2 separate regions of the Pan troglodytes genome follow, and region 2 is linked to region 1. A link is a contact called in public capture Hi-C data. All regions are on one chromosome and are shown on one strand. The core of a region is the stretch at or near the end of the contact, and the rest is flanking DNA. Distances in the headings are between cores, read along the strand shown.

Region 1 (7,152 bases), core at 1,625-4,124:
AGGATCCTGGGGGAGAGAAGGAGAGACTTAGCTGCCGCTCTGCATTGCAGCCCACACGACGCCATGGCGGGCCTGGCCACAGCAGGGCTCAGCAGGTGGGGAGGGAGTGTCTGCTCTGAGCCAGGCCTTCCTTTCCCGTGAGCAGAACAGTTGGGGTCAGAACCTTAGGGGCCACGGGCAGCCCACCTCGGGCTGGGCCTGGGGGGACAGAAGGGGGGGCTCACCTCTCGTTCACCTCCAGCTTCACCCCCGAGCTGGCGTGGCGTGCCTGGTTCATCATGTCCTGCACCCAAGAACAGAGCCGTGAGCTGGCTGGGAGGAGGGGACCGTGGTCCTGGGAAAGCCAGGGCTGCCTCCTGCCCTCTCAGCTCTGACCTCACAGGCCCCTGGAAAACGCCATCTGTCCTCTCTCTGGAGGCTGAGAGCAGGAGTGGGTGCAGCCTGTACCCAGCCCAGTTGGGGCCTCCGGCCCCCAAAGCTCCACAGGAATGAGGGGAGTCCCCAGATCCCGTGCTCACCTCGATCCTCCGCACGGCATCTTCAATGGCTGCGGATGTGGCCGCCATCTCCTTGTCGACCATGGCCCCCAGCTCCTCCTGCCGCACATCCAGGCTCTTGGGTTTCAGTTCCTGGTGAGGATGGGAGTCAGACAGGGGTAGCCTCCATCCCCCCAATCCCACGGGCAGCCTGGGAAAGAGGTTGGGGGCCACAGGGATCGAGGAGGGTGCATGGTCCCCACCCTGTGTCCTGAGGCTGCAGGCTCCACGCACAAACACCTGTTCAGCCAACCCAGAGGTGGGTGCAGAGGTCAGAGGCAGGCCCAAGCCTCCCAAACCCACACTCAGCTGTGCCTCACCTGGCCCAGCTGAAGGATGCCCTGCAGGGGTGTCCGCACCAGGCTGGCCTGCATGTGCCGCAGAGCCTGCTGGTCCTGCAGCTGCCCCATGAGCTCCAGAGCCCGGGCCCCGCACTCCCTGCAGGTGTCTATGAGGCCTGGGGTGAGAAAGGACCGTGAGTGGAGCCCCCCACCACAGGCCCCATAAGGACCCCCAGGGGAGACAAGCTAGTGAGGTGGACAGAACCTGCCATCCCAGGACCCACTTACGGTCGGCAGGGTCGGTGGGAGCCAGGTGCGAGGTGGCACCGCCATTGATGATGGTATCCGCAGCCAGGTGGGAGAAGCGGGTCAGAGCTGCCACCAGGGCGGAGGCGTCTGTGCGGGTGGGTGGGGCCAAGGTTGGGGGAGGATGACACTGAGACACTAGCACTGGCACCGTCGGTGGCCAGCTCTCCCAGGAGGAGGAGGAAGAGGAAAGGAGGGCTCGGCAAGACGACGTCCAGGAGGCAGTGGGAACCACACCAGTGTGTGGCCCCGGGCCCTTCAGTGCTCTGCCACCTGCAGACATATGGTGGCCCAGGCCCCAGAGGCAAAAGCCTATTTGTCCACAGGGCAGGGGTGGGTTCCTGGGAAGGAGCAGGCAGGGGGCTTGGCTTCCCAGAGAGGTCCCTGCTGTCTGTAAACCTCTCAAAAGGCAAGAGGTGGCCATGGGCGCTGGAACTGGGACACAGCCCCCACCTCCGCCCTGCCCTGGCTACACTCACCTGCCAAGGAGGTCAGGTACTGGGCGTGGCCCTCCTCCAGGGTGCTCACGGCATCCAAGGCCTCCTGGGCCCTGCTCACCAGGTAGTCTGCAAGCACAAGGAGAACTGAGGCTCCTGCCACCCGCTGCTCAGGGCTGGGGATGGGAAGGAGGCAGGGGAGCGGCTGAGTGTGGCCCCACTGTCTACCTGGGGAGCTGGTACAGCGCAGGTGCAGGGGGTCGTCCAGCTTGCTCACGGCATCCTGCAGGATGCCCGCGGCCTCGGCAGCAGCGCCCCGCAGCACTGCGAACTGCTCGTCCAGCAGCCTCTGCCGCAGCCCCTGCTCCTGAGACTCCTGGCAATGGGGGTGAAGAGGGCAGGTTAGAGATCCTCCCCAAGGCCAAGGATGTGCCCCAGCCTTGGACTGACCCATGGGCCACCAGTTGGAGCCCAGCTGAGACCCTCACTGGTCAGGGGGGTGGAGATTTCTAGAAAGAGGCTTCCCACAGTGCACAGCTCAATAATAAAAAGATAACCCAATTAAAACGTGAGCTCAAGGTCCTAAAAGACATTTCTCCAAAGATACACAAATGGCCAGGTAGCTCATGAAAAGATATGTAGCACCCTTTGCTATCAGGGAAACACAAATCAAGACAGTGAGAAACCACTCCACACCCACTAGGATGGCTAAAATGAAAAGAAGACAATAATAAGCATTGGCAAGGATGTGGAGAAACTGGAACATTCATGCGTTGCTGGTGGGAGTGTAAAATGGTGCAGCCACTTTGGAAAACAGTCTGGTAGTTTCTCAACAGGGTAACAGAGGTGAGACCCAGCAGTTCTACTGTGTTCCACACACATCAGCTATCTATCCAAGATAAGTGATGGCAGATGTTTACACAGAAACTTGTGCTCAAAGGCCCACAGCAGCACTATTTACAACAGCCAGAAAGTTGCAACAAACCCAACGTCCACCAAGTGATGAACAGATAAACACAATGTGGTCTGTCCACACGGCAGAGTACGACTCAGCCATAAAAGGAATGAGGTGCTGACACAGGCTATGATGTGGTGACCCTTGACAACGTGATGCTGAGTGAAGAAGCCGGACACAAAAGGATGCATCGTGTATGATCCCCTTTACATGAAATCTCTAGAACAGGCAGATCACGGAGACAGATCGATGGTTGCCAGATGGCAGTGAACTCAGTAGTGCTGCTGCATCTGGGGAGGCCATACCCTCTCTGCCAGCTGGCCCTGCAACTCGCCCTGCTCCTGGGAGCTGCGCTGCTGCTCCCGGCTCAGCGCCGCCTCTGTCTCGCGCACCAGGCTCTGCGCCGCCAGCAGGTCTGCCTCCCGCTGCCGCACAGCTCCACTCAGAGCATCCTTCTCCGCACTCAGCGTGTCCAGCCGTGAGCTCAGCTCCGACTTGCTCTGTGGACAGACATGGACACCAGGCATGTGAACAGAGCTCCCAGGCCCCACCCACCCTGCCCCCACGCTTATAAACTGGGCCCTGGGGGTTAGTGATCACTTCCATTAGACTCAGGGCTCCCTGAGGACCAGCGGTAGGTCCTGTCTCCCATGTAGCCCCTGGGTCTGGGTCAGGGCTGCATCCCAGGATCACCGAGTGGCACCCAGGTGGGGCCTGTTCACGGCAAAGAGGACCTGACTTCCACCCAGGACTGGCCCCAGAACCCCACCCCCAGTCATCAAAGCCAGATGCACCTGCTCTGTGTGGCTCAGGGCCTCCTGTGCGCGGGCCAGCTCTCCAGCCTTGGCCTCCAGCTCCCTCTTGAGCTTCTCCAGCTGGTCGCTCTGCTCCTCTAGCTGGGACAGGACAGCGTGTCACTGGGGCAGTGGGCTGGGGATGCCGGGGCAGGGCCCTGTGCCACAAGGGACATACCTTCAACTCCGACTCCCGCTTCACCTGCTCCACCTGGAAGGCCAGCTGCTCCTTCACCCGCGCCACCTCCTCCTGGCTTTGCTGCGTCACCGTCAGCTGCTTGGCTGTGTCCGCGTTCTGCATGGGCAGGGGAAGGGCTCATGCTCTGCTGCCATCCCCGAGAGGCCCTGCCACCGGCTGGGATGGAGGATGGGCTGCACCTACCTTTCTGAGCAGCTCCGCATGCACATGGACGAGCTCACTGTGCTTTTCCTTCAGCTTGTTGTAGCGCGCCTCTGTGGCACTGGCCTTCCCTGGGGGCGAGAGAAGAGGCAGTGATGCCCCGTGTGGGGTGGCAGGGGCTGGGGACACACCCTTGGACCCCTGTGGCCAAGGCCCCACGTACTCTCAGCCTCCTCACGCAGGCCCTGGCTCCGCTCGCCCTCCAGCTGGGCAGCCCTCAGCTGGGCCAGCTCGTGGCGGAGCTGCTCATTATCCACCAGGGCCTTCTGCTTCTGCTTCCGCTGCTCCTCCAGCTCACCCTCCAGTGCATTCACCTGGCTCTTCAGCTGCGCGATGTACCGCTGGGCCTGCGGGAGGAGGTGTGACGTGGGGCCCTGCCTGGGCCGTGAGGGGCCCTGGCCCCCACCCATCCCCACCCCGGCACCTCCAGCTTGATCTTCTCCAGTTCAGAGCGGAGCATTTCCACCTCTCTCTTCAAGCTCTCAATCTGGAGGTCCCTGGGGACAGAGGTCCTGGGGGTCAAGTTAAGTCAACCAGAACAGTCAACAGACCCAGCACAGGAACCTGTCTCCTCCTCAGTGGCCACTCAGGATTTGGGCACCTCACGGGTTCATGTTCCCCACCCATGGCCTTTCCAGACAGAACTGTCCAGAGCACAGCTCAGCTGAGGCCGTTTCCAACCACCCCCAGCCCAGTCGGCTCCTCCAGCCCTCACCTGTCGTCCTTCACAGAGCCATTGGGGGGTCCAAACGTCTGATCGAAGAGGTCAGCCACCACCTGCCACAGCAAAGCATGGTGACCCCACTCACCTGTGCCCTCCAGGCCGGGCAGTGGGCAAAGGGAGGGCTGGCCACCCGACACTCCCGTTGGCCTCATGCTGCAGCTGGAGGACTGGGGGACACGGGCTGGGCAGGGGGCTCACCACTGGCTCCCCCACGGGGGGCCCTGTGCTGATCTCAATGAGATTCTCCGGCTCCTCATCCTCCGGGGCCTCCTCGGGGATCACCACCACCGGCTTGATGTGCTCAGCCAGGGCTGAGGCCCGCAGGAAGTTAGGGGGTCCCTGCAGGGGCGGCAGGTGGGACCTGCTCAGCTGTCCCCTAAGCAAGCCCTCCTTCCGCCATCTCCATAGCCTGTGTGGGGCCCAACCAGGTGCCTGGGGTCCTCAAAGGGCCTCGGGGCCCTCTTGGGGGTGGTACCTCGGGCAGCCGGGGGATCTGGATGAGCCGCTTGAAGTACAGCATGTCGGAGGCTCTGCGGAAGAAGTTCCTGAGGCTGCAGAGATGGTGGGAAGTTCGGGTTCAGGAAGGGGCCACGGAGCCTCTCCCCCACCGGCCTCAATCCTGTCCCTGTCCCAGGCAGTACCTGTGAAACTGCTCGTGGAACCGGTCCCTGTGGCCTTGCAGGGTGTCCGCAGGGAGACCTGGAGGGTGGCACAAGTGTAACAGGACTTCTCTGCACACTGCTCAGGGGCTCACCTGCCCTGCCTTGTTCCTCCGTATGCTACAAACTCACAGATCAGAGATCACCCGAGACTGGGCCAGGCCCGCTCTCCCATCGGGATGGGGAGACCTGTGGGAGACGCTGTGGGAGGGCTCAGTTCAGACTGAGCTAGAGAAGGAAACAGCGAATGGAAAGGAAGGCGCTGCGGCCATATCTCACCTAACCCACACCTGGCTTCGGGAGGCACTAGCAAGCCGCTTTCACCAAACACATTGGTCCCACGCTGACACTAACACAGTGGTTCTCTAAGTGTGGTCAAGGGACAAGACCCTTTCAAGGGGTTGGTTAGATCAAAACTCTCCTAACACCCCAGACACCTTTTGCCTTTTTGCGCTCGCACCCCCAGGGTGCCTGGCGGGAGATTCCTGGGAGCAGGTGGGGCCTCCGTCTTGGCTGAGCCAGGCATTCAGTCGTAAAAATGAAAACCAAGCCACTCACTAAGTTTTTTGCTTGGTAAAGTAGTGGGTTTTTTTTTTTTTTTTTTTTTCATAAAATATATGTTATTTCTATTAATGGGTAGTGGGTGTATTACTGCCATTTTTAAATGAATAAACCTCTAAGTTTTCGATTTTCCTTTTTGACAGTGAATGTCTAAGCCATATAAACACAGCCTTCCGGGCCAGGGGCTGCCCTGGGCCACTCACAAGAGTGTAGCTTGAACAGGAGCTTGACCGTGTAGTGGTAGAGGTGGCTGCAGTCCTGGATGACCTGGATGAGGGGGGCCAGGCGGCACTGGCCTGAGGACATCTGGGATACGGCGATGGCCGTGTTGAGCTGTCGGAAAACTGTGCAAAAGGGGCAGGAGGAAGAACGTGAGCCCTTGGGAGCTGGGCAACCTGTCCAAGGTGGTCCAACTGTGAAGCAGGGCCCTAAGCCAGCTCCCACACACCAGTGTGCCCCCTGCCTCCAAGACGGGAGCCTCGTGTGCTGGTGGCTGCCCCAGGTCAAGACCAGATGCTCCCATGAAGGAGGTCAACGGCAACAACAAGGTCAGGGCAAAGGAGCTCCCAGCCCAGCTCAGCAAGGGCTTCCAGAGACCTCCACCTGGGAGCCCAGGACGAGGTGCCCGACTGACAAGGGTGAAGGACAGCTCCATGCCCACGGGCCTCAAACCCACGCTGAATGTTAGAGCAGGAAGGAGGCTCACGATGGAGCACCCCAAATGCCTAACTTTACAGATGTGGGAACAGGCAGGGCCTCTGCCAAGTAACACGGCACTAGGGTCACAGCTTGGCTCTGCACACCCCAAGTGACCCTGAAACCTTGCTTACCCCCAGGGCCCGTCTCCCCTGCCCCTGACACCCCCAGGGCCCGTCTCCCCTGCCCCTGACACCCCCAGGGCCCGTCTCCCCTGCCCCTGACACCCCCAGGGCCCGTCTCCCCTGCCCCTGACACCCCCAGGGCCCGTCTCCCCTGCCCCTGACACCCCCAGGGCCCGTCTCCCCTGCCCCTGACACCCCCAGGGCCCGTCTCCCCTGCCCCTGACACCCCCAGGGCCCGTCTCCCCTGCCCCTGACACCCCCAGGGCCCGTCTCCCCTGCCCCTGACACCCCCAGGGCCCGTCTCCCCTGCCCCTGACACCCCCAGGGCCCGTCTCCCCTGCCCCTGACACCCCCAGGGCCCGTCTCCCCTGCCCCTGACACCCCCAGGGCCCGTCTCCCCTGCCCCTGACACCCCCAGGGCCCGTCTCCCCTGCCCCTGACAATCGGGCCTTGTATCAGAACTACCAAGTGGGAGGGACAAAGGACAAACATGAGGCTGCCTCCTTCTTGGCTGGCAGCTTCTCTGGGGCAGAGAGAAGAATGACAAAGAGCAGGCAGCTGGCCAGCACGGGAGAGCGGCCAGACAGCCCCCGCTGCACAGACCTGTGCCCTGGCCCCTCAGGTCCTGCTCCCGCCTTGCCTGTGATGGGACCACTTGCAAATCTCTGCAGTGACAGG
Region 2 (7,672 bases), core at 3,560-6,059, 93 kb before region 1:
TGGCCTGGCCTGGTGATGCCACTATTTCCTTAAGAGGAGAGTGGACATTCCGGATTATTGTCGGGGGAGTCTCATTTCTGCTGCTATAACAAAATACCACAGACTGGGTCATTTAGAAACCATAGAAGCTGATTTCTTACTGTTCTAGAGGCTGGGAAGTCCCAGATCAAGGTGCCAGCAGGTTTGGTGTCGTGAGGGCCACTCTCTGCTTCCAAGATGGTCCCTCCTTGCTGTGTCCTCTGGAGGGGAAGACTGCTGTGTCCTCACGCTGCAGAAGGTGGAAGGGCGAGAGATGGCAAACCAGGCTTACAAGCCCTTTGAAAAGGGCCCTCATCCCATCCTGGAGAGCTCTGCCCTTGTGACTTAATCACTATCACATTGGCGATTATGTTTCAATATGTAAATTTTGGGAGATGCATTCAGACCACAGGAGGAAGGGAAAAGAAGGAGCCCCCAGGTTGAAAGCCAGTTTAGGTTTGAGTCCCAGCCTTTCCCCTTGCTATGTGACCTGGAGTAAATTTCTCAGCCTCTCTGAGTCTCCCATTCCACCCCAGGATTGTTGTGAAAACACAGTAAGGCAAGCGGGTAAGAAAGCACCCAGCAAGGTGTCAAGTGCCCCACCAGGAGGGGTGGGGTGGCAATTTCCAGCATTGCTTGGAACCAGAATAGCAACGTCTTCTGAGGTTCCAGAATTTGGACTCTGAACCCATTGAGAAGAATGAAATCAACTTTGGCGTCAATCAGCCACTGATTGCCATGTGGCCTGGACGAGTCATCTCATTCAACTTCACTTTCAGCCGGACGCTGTGACTCAGGCCTGTAACCCCAGCACTTTGGGAAGCTGAGGTGGGTGGATCGCTTGAGCCCAGGAGTTAGAGACCAGCCTGGGCAACCTAGTGAAACCTCGTCTCTACAAAAAAATACAAAAAATTAGCTAGGCCTGGTGGCGTGTGCCTGTAGTCCCGGCTACTCAGGAGTCTGAGATGGGAAGATCCACTGAGCCCAGGAGGTTGAGGCTGCACTCCAGCCTGGGCGACAGGAGCGAAACCCTGTCTCAAAAAGTTAAAAAAAAGTTAAAAAAAAAAAAAAGGAAAATATTTTAGAAAAAGAAAAACAAATTAAATTAATTTTTCTCATTTGTAAAATGGGGGTGATTCCAGGGCCTGCTCCAAAGGGAATGAAACAAAGTTCAGGAGCGGTGGCTCATACCTATAATCCCAGTACTTTGGGAGGCCAAGGTAGGAGGATTGCTTCAACCCAGGAGGTTGAGACCAGCTTGGGCCACATAGTGAGACCCCTGTCTCTACAAAAAAAAAAAAAAAATTAGCCTGGCATGGTGGCACATGCCTGTATTCCCTACTCAGGAGGCTGAGACAGGAGGATCACCTGAGCCCAGGAGTTTGATGCTGCAGTGAGCTATGATTACACCACTGCACTCCAGCCTGGGGGACACAGCGAGACCCTGTCTCAAAAAACAAGAGAATGAAGCATCCTGCAGGAGCCCTGGCTCGATGCCTAGTAGCCACTATAAATAAAGAAGAACCAGCAGGCCCAGTGCTCCCCTGTTCTCTGAGGAGGGGGGCATTAAGCACCCTGGGGCCCCACGATGGGCAGCAAGAGTTTGCCGAGGGAGGAAAGCCCACCGGTGGAGTGGGCAGAGGGGTTGGTGTGTGGACTTCTGGAGCCTCAGGAGGAAGGGTGCGGGTTCCTCTGGCTGCAGACGTCCCTGAGGCTGCCCTGCCTCCCCCAGGAGAGACCTTCCTGCCCTACTACACGGGCCGCGCCATTGATGGCATCGTCATCCAGAAAAGCATGGATCAGTTCAGCACGGCTGTCGTCATCGTGTGCCTGCTGGCCATTGGCAGGTAGCTGGCTCAACCCCCACGCCCTGCCCCGCACACCCCGACTTGCACCAGGGAGGGAAGGGAGGGCCTGTTCCTAAGGAAGACAGGGGCCAGGGAGGCCCTGGAAATGCCCCTGGTGGGCCTGTCCCTCAGCTGGTCACCCTGGGAACCGGCTTCCACACTGTCTTAGAGCACGCTAGAACCACACCCTCTGGTCCCTGAAAAGGGCTTCAGTCCTCAGGGTTCCCTGCTCACCCTCCCTGGCTGTTTTCCAAGTAGGAATCTGGTCCCAAACAGAACCGGCTTTGTCTGAGCTGTTCTGGAAGGAAGAGGATCTGGCTGGCACATTTGGGTCTCTTGTCCCACAACTGTCCCCTTTGCCCTCACCTTGAGGGGGGCTCCCACTGGGAATGAGGGGGACCCCACAGGGATGCCAGCCCTGGAGTGGGGCTGCGGTGGGGCTCCCAGGCCTGCCGGCAGCGGGAGGGGGCAGCCGGGTGTGGTCACTGGTCTGGAAGGACATCGTGCTATAACATCTCTTATCTGCAATTAGCTCATTTGCCGCAGGTATTCGGGGCGGCATTTTTACCCTCATATTTGCCAGACTGAACATTCGCCTTCGAAACTGTCTCTTCCGCTCACTGGTGTCCCAGGAGACAAGCTTCTTTGATGAGAATCGCACAGGTTGGTCCTTCCAGTGCCCTAGGTGTCCTGGGGGCTGGGCCCCACCCCTGTGGGCTTGCCTGGCCCTGAGGAATGAAATGGGCGTGTGGGTGGTCTCAGCCCTCTGTCTTCTCCTCCTGCTGTTAGTTCAGGCTGGGAACACCCTGGGCTTGGCCTGTGTCCTGGGAGCTGGCTTGCTCACTGAGGTTTTGGTGTGGGCTGCGGCCTCTGTGGGGCCCAGGCCAGGCCACCCGAGGTCCCTGCAGGAGCCAAGGCCTTGCTTTCCATTGCCCCATGGAAACCACCAGGGCCAGGACTACCCATGCCTGTGGCCGACAGAGACCCTGCTCCCATGGGGGTCAGCGGGTGAGGGCCAGGGGCCACAACGGGAAAGACGATAGAATATCCACCAAGATCCAAGCTCTGAGAGACACCAGCCTGGGTCGAAGCCCTGGTTCCTCCACTCACGAACTTCACCTCTCTGATCCTCTGTTTTCTTGTCTGTAAAATGGGAACACGGATAGTAGCCACCCCATGGGGTCCTTACACAGCTCTTAGCACAATGTCCAACTTAGGTAAGAAGTGTCTGTGCTTTCCTGCCCGCCACCAGCCAGGTTGTTATTTCCCTAGAAGGGAAGAGGAGTTACCCCCTCTGCCAGTGACAGGGAGGAGACATGGGTTTGAAGTCTGGCTCAGTCACAGACAGGCTGTGTGACTCTACAGGGGCCTTCCTGTTCTGAGCCCCAGCCTCCTCCGCTGTACAGCGGGATGTCGTGAAGCTTAAGCAAGATGCTGATGACTGGGATTGGCTCAGAGTAGCCCTCGAGGGGTATCTGCTCTTCTCCCCCACCCCCCAACCCCGCCCACAGGTAGGGAGGCCCGGCTTCCCAGTGTCTGTCTCAGAGGCCCCTTAGCATCCCCCACCGCCACCCCCGAGGCCCGGGTTGCTGTGGTGAGAGCTGCGCCGCGTGTGTTCCAGGGGACCTCATCTCCCGCCTGACCTCGGACACCACCATGGTCAGCGACCTGGTCTCCCAGAACATCAATGTCTTCCTGCGGAACACAGTCAAGGTCACGGGCGTGGTGGTCTTCATGTTCAGCCTCTCATGGCAGCTCTCCTTGGTCACCTTCATGGGCTTCCCCATCATCATGATGGTGTCCAACATCTACGGCAAGTACTACAAGGTAGGCCTGCCCCGTCTCTGCTGGGGACTGTGCGCCCTGGCAGCCCCCAAACATCCCCTTAGGAGGGGCTCAGGGGGCCACTAAGGGCTAGTGAAGGACAGGTCTTGAGGCTGTGTTTGCATTCATTCATTCATTTCTTCGCTCATTCAGTAAATAATTATTGACCACCTGCTATGTCCCAGGCACTGGGATACATCAGTGAAAAAGACAAGGCCCCTGCCTTCCTGGAACTTGTATCTAGTGTCAGAGACAGATATTAGGTACCAACAGCATAAAGAATGAGAATCCACAATACAGTAAAAGATGGTCAGTGCTAAGGAGAAACATGAAGTGAGCAGAGGGATTGGGAGCATTGGGTGTAGCTGCAATTTTAAATTGGATTTACTGGCTGGGCCCGGTGGCTCATGCCTGTAATCCCAGAACTTTGGGAGGCACAGGCAGGAGGACCACTTGAGCCTAGGAGTTCGAGACAAGATTGGACAATATAGCAAGACCCCATCTCTATAAAAAAAAATTTTTTTTAGTTAGCTGGGCTTGGTGGCGCATGCCTGTGGTCCCAGCTACCTGGGATGCTGAGGTGGAGGATCGCCTGAGCCCAGGAGGTCGAGGCTGTAGTGAGCAATGATCGTGCCACTATACTCTAGCCTGGGTGACACAGCAAGACCCTGTCTCTAAAATGAATGAATAAATACAAGTTAAATAGGTCTTGCTGAGAAGGGGACATCTGAACAAGGGTCTGAAGGAGGCGGGCATCTTGGAAGGTATGTGCTGAGCAGAGGGCACAGCCCGTGAAAAGGCCCTGGGTTGGAACGTGCCTGGTGTGTATGTGGGGGTGGTGTGGGCCCGCTGTGATGCCATCATGGGCAGGCTGCTGTCCCCTCTGGCCACCCCACGGCACTGCTTCTGCTTCCGAGCTAGGCCCGTGAGCCAGGTTTGACCTCACCCTCCTCCTGCTTCCTGAATGGGCGGGTGCCCCCGAGCCCTAAGGGACAGATAGGCTGGGTTCAGATAGGCAGGGCTGTGACCCTGTGACAGGTACAGGCAACCCCCTCACAGTCACCCAGGCCCACGTGGGGTACTCTAGAGCAGGGGCTTGGATGCATGACGGCCTCCAGGTGGTGCCGGGTAAGTCGTTGTCGCAGCTCCATTGGAGCCTTTGGTGTTGGTGACCTGAGACCAGGGTAGCAAAGGAAGCCATCTCCCTCCCAACCCCCGGTGAGGCCACTCCCCACAGCCTTCTCCAGCCACACAGGTAGGACCTCTTCCCGAAGTTCCTGGTCACGAGCCTCCCCACTGTCCTCACTGAGATGAGAAAGTAAATCTATTCTTTAGAGTCTGAGCCATTTCTGGCACGCTGCTCCCCACCCCTTGCTTCCGGCCTTCCCACCAGCCCCTGGGATGGAGCAAGAAACCCTGGAGCTCCCCCTCAGCCCCCACCTCTGTGTGCACTGCAGGCCCTGCCTTTTAGTTCAGCTAAGGGAGGCCTCAGGAAGGCTCAATTTGGGTTTTCCACTCCATGCCTGAATGTGTTGTGTGTAGCCAGCGAGTCATCTCCACAAACCACACACACCGCCCATGGCCAAACATGACTCAGGCACCCTGCATGCTTCCTGCGGCTAGGGCGTGACACATGGTCATGGGACATGCCAGTGCATGCTCCTGTCCTGGACTCTCAGGCAGCCTTCCTGGCTGGCTTGAGAATCAGCACAGTGACTCCTGCAAAGTGTGAACAGCTCCACCCAGGGGCCTCTCCCAGGACTCTGGTGAACAGCAGCCTGATGGCCGCACACTTGGGACCACTTTTCAGCTCTGCCTGTGGTGACATGCATATGGTGTGGGCAGATTTCACAACCCATGGCCCCTGCCACCATGTAGAACTTGGCTGGGAGTTCTGGAATCTCTTTATCAACCCTCAGGCTCTAACATAATTTATGTTGATGATGTAAATGGTGCCCCTTTAATAGTTGGTGTTTCTTACATAGTGTACAACCTGAACAACCGCCCAAGGCATCCCCTGCTCTTCCAGCACAGGGTCAGGTGTTGAGGCCCCTTTTCTGAAAGGATTACCAAAAACTGTCCAGTCATGAATAGCCTCTTTTGAATACTGGGGATGACTTAACGATCAGCACCCCCTATCCTTCAGGAGCTGAAACCATTGCCCCAAGAGCCTCTCTGGAGTTGACTATCTGAGTGTGTCAAATTGAGCCAGAAGGAGATGGGGGAGAAAGGGCTAGATCTTGTCTTTTTGTCCTAGGAACCTCTTGCATATAGCTGGTGCCAGCGAAGGGTGGAAAAACCCAGAGAGGCCTGGGGGCTCCAGTACATAGTGAGGCTGTTTTGGGGGTCTTCTCCTTCTTGTCCCCCTCCTGTCCATAGAGGCTCTCCAAAGAGGTCCAGAATGCCCTGGCCAGAGCGAGCAACACGGCGGAGGAGACCATCAGTGCCATGAAGACTGTCCGGAGCTTCGCCAATGAGGAGGAGGAGGCAGAGGTGTACCTGCGGAAGCTGCAGCAGGTGTACAAGCTGAACAGGAAGGAGGCAGCTGCCTACATGTACTACGTCTGGGGCAGCGGGGTACGTGCCCCTGGCCAGGCAGTTCTGGCTGTGGAGGGATGGGATGCAAAGATGGGGGAAGCCCTCGATCTAGGACATCAGCCCTGCATGTTGGTATCAAGCTGGTGGAGAATCTTTCTTTCTTTCTTTTTTTTTTTTTTTTTGAGACAGAGCCTCACTCTGTCACCCAGGCTGGAGTGCAGTGGCACCATCTCAGCTCACTGCAACCTCCGCCTCCTGGGTTCAAGCAATTCTCCTGCCTCAGCCTCCTGCATAGCTGGGACCACAGGCGCCCGCCACCATGCCTGGCTAATTTTTGTATTTTTGGTAGAGACGGGGTTTCACTATCTTGGCCAGGCTGGTCTCGAACTCCTGAGCTCAGGTGATCCACCCGCATCAGCCTCCCAAAGTGCTGGGATTACAGGCGTGAGCCACCGCGCCCTGCTGAGAATCTTTCCCAGAAGCAAGGCTGCCCCTCTCCCAGTCACCTGGCATGGGGTGGCAGGGTGGGAGCTTTCTTTTCCCAGCTGGGGAAACATCCTTGCTGAGGTGGGGAGTCAGCAGGTCCCTAGGCCACTTTCGGGCAGGTCTCATGTCACAGCCACACACACTCCCGACAGTGTCTGGCACACTCCCGGGAGTGAGTCACAGCCTCTCCTTGGAGGATGGGGAGCACTTGGATCATGTCACTGCTACACTGGACACACATGGGAGGTAGGCAGGTCAGGGCATAGCTGCGGAGGAATGAGGAGAGTTTGGAGTGAGAGGGAGGAGGGAGCTGGTGGTCTACAGGGGAGCCAGGGGAAAGAGGATATCTGGGACTTCCTGGTGCTGCCACCTCCCAAAAGTATCAGCCAAGGAGGAGAGGAGGGGCTGAGGTCCAGCTCAGCTGGCTGAGCCTCTTAGCAATCCGTCTGCTGGCAGGGGGTGCCTTTGCAGCTTCCACCAAGGCACGGTGGTCCAGACAGCAGCCTAGTTCTGGCTGGGCGTGAGGAGGACAGATGGAGTCCCTGACTAGGGTGTGGGCTGCCATGGGTACTCAGACTCCACTCCCTTCCCAGATGCCCCCCAGGCACAGGAGGAAGGCATGGGCGCCCCCATCACAGCCCCTTCTTCACAGAACCCCACTGGGGGAGGAGACAGAGAGCTCACTGTGTGACCTTAGCCAGGGCACTTGCCCTCTCTGAGTCATGCTCTTCCCCATGAGGAGGACAAATAGTTCCCAGGTGGCCAAGCTGAGGAGCCTGGGGGTGGCATGTGTGTGCCAGGACCTCACAAAGAAAGCCTTGTTCTGTGGCCAAGCCCACAGCCTGCTCCAGCTGGAGGCCTCTGTAGGGAAATGCTCGGGGCAGGGGAAGGCATGAGTGACAAGCCTTGGAAGACACCCCTGCCAACGGCCGGCATTTCAGTTTGTGGCTGGGTCTGCC

The links. Capture Hi-C pulls out chosen DNA fragments and counts their contacts.
Region 2: a capture Hi-C map of stem cell-derived neural stem cells shows a contact between it and region 1, with 4 times the contacts expected there. The contact joins two enhancer-like sites. A contact is called at or near these places in 5 of 7 Hi-C or Micro-C datasets (blood, induced pluripotent stem cells, a lymphoblastoid cell line and 1 more), 1 of 1 datasets of contacts at active chromatin or transcription factors (stem cell-derived excitatory neurons) and 1 of 1 other capture datasets (stem cell-derived neural stem cells).

What each region holds. Positions count from the first base shown.
Region 1 is chr10:129,694,878-129,702,029 of NHGRI_mPanTro3-v2.0_pri, reverse strand. It overlaps HIP1R (huntingtin interacting protein 1 related), which reads right to left. Exons shown (of 32, transcript XM_054663741.2): 8 at 5,857-5,997; 9 at 5,075-5,132; 10 at 4,909-4,984; 11 at 4,632-4,772; 12 at 4,425-4,486; 13 at 4,134-4,206; 14 at 3,873-4,056; 15 at 3,692-3,780; 16 at 3,488-3,604; 17 at 3,310-3,411; 18 at 2,821-3,015; 19 at 1,789-1,936; 20 at 1,603-1,689; 21 at 1,106-1,213; 4 more. Among named protein-coding and RNA genes, the nearest start is that of HIP1R, 22 kb to the right of the region's middle. Within about 2 kb of position 2,874, at least 8 of the 24 cell types and tissues checked have an H3K27ac peak or open chromatin away from gene starts, as enhancers often do. A contact at or near this core is called in stem cell-derived neural stem cells, where this site is marked.
Region 2 is chr10:129,788,833-129,796,504 of NHGRI_mPanTro3-v2.0_pri, reverse strand. ABCB9 (ATP binding cassette subfamily B member 9) reads left to right here. Exons shown (of 15, transcript XM_054663774.2): 6 at 1,751-1,865; 7 at 2,398-2,528; 8 at 3,487-3,692; 9 at 6,069-6,266. Among named protein-coding and RNA genes, the nearest start is that of OGFOD2, 26 kb to the left of the region's middle. Within about 2 kb of position 4,809, at least 7 of the 24 cell types and tissues checked have an H3K27ac peak or open chromatin away from gene starts, as enhancers often do. A contact at or near this core is called in stem cell-derived neural stem cells, where this site is marked.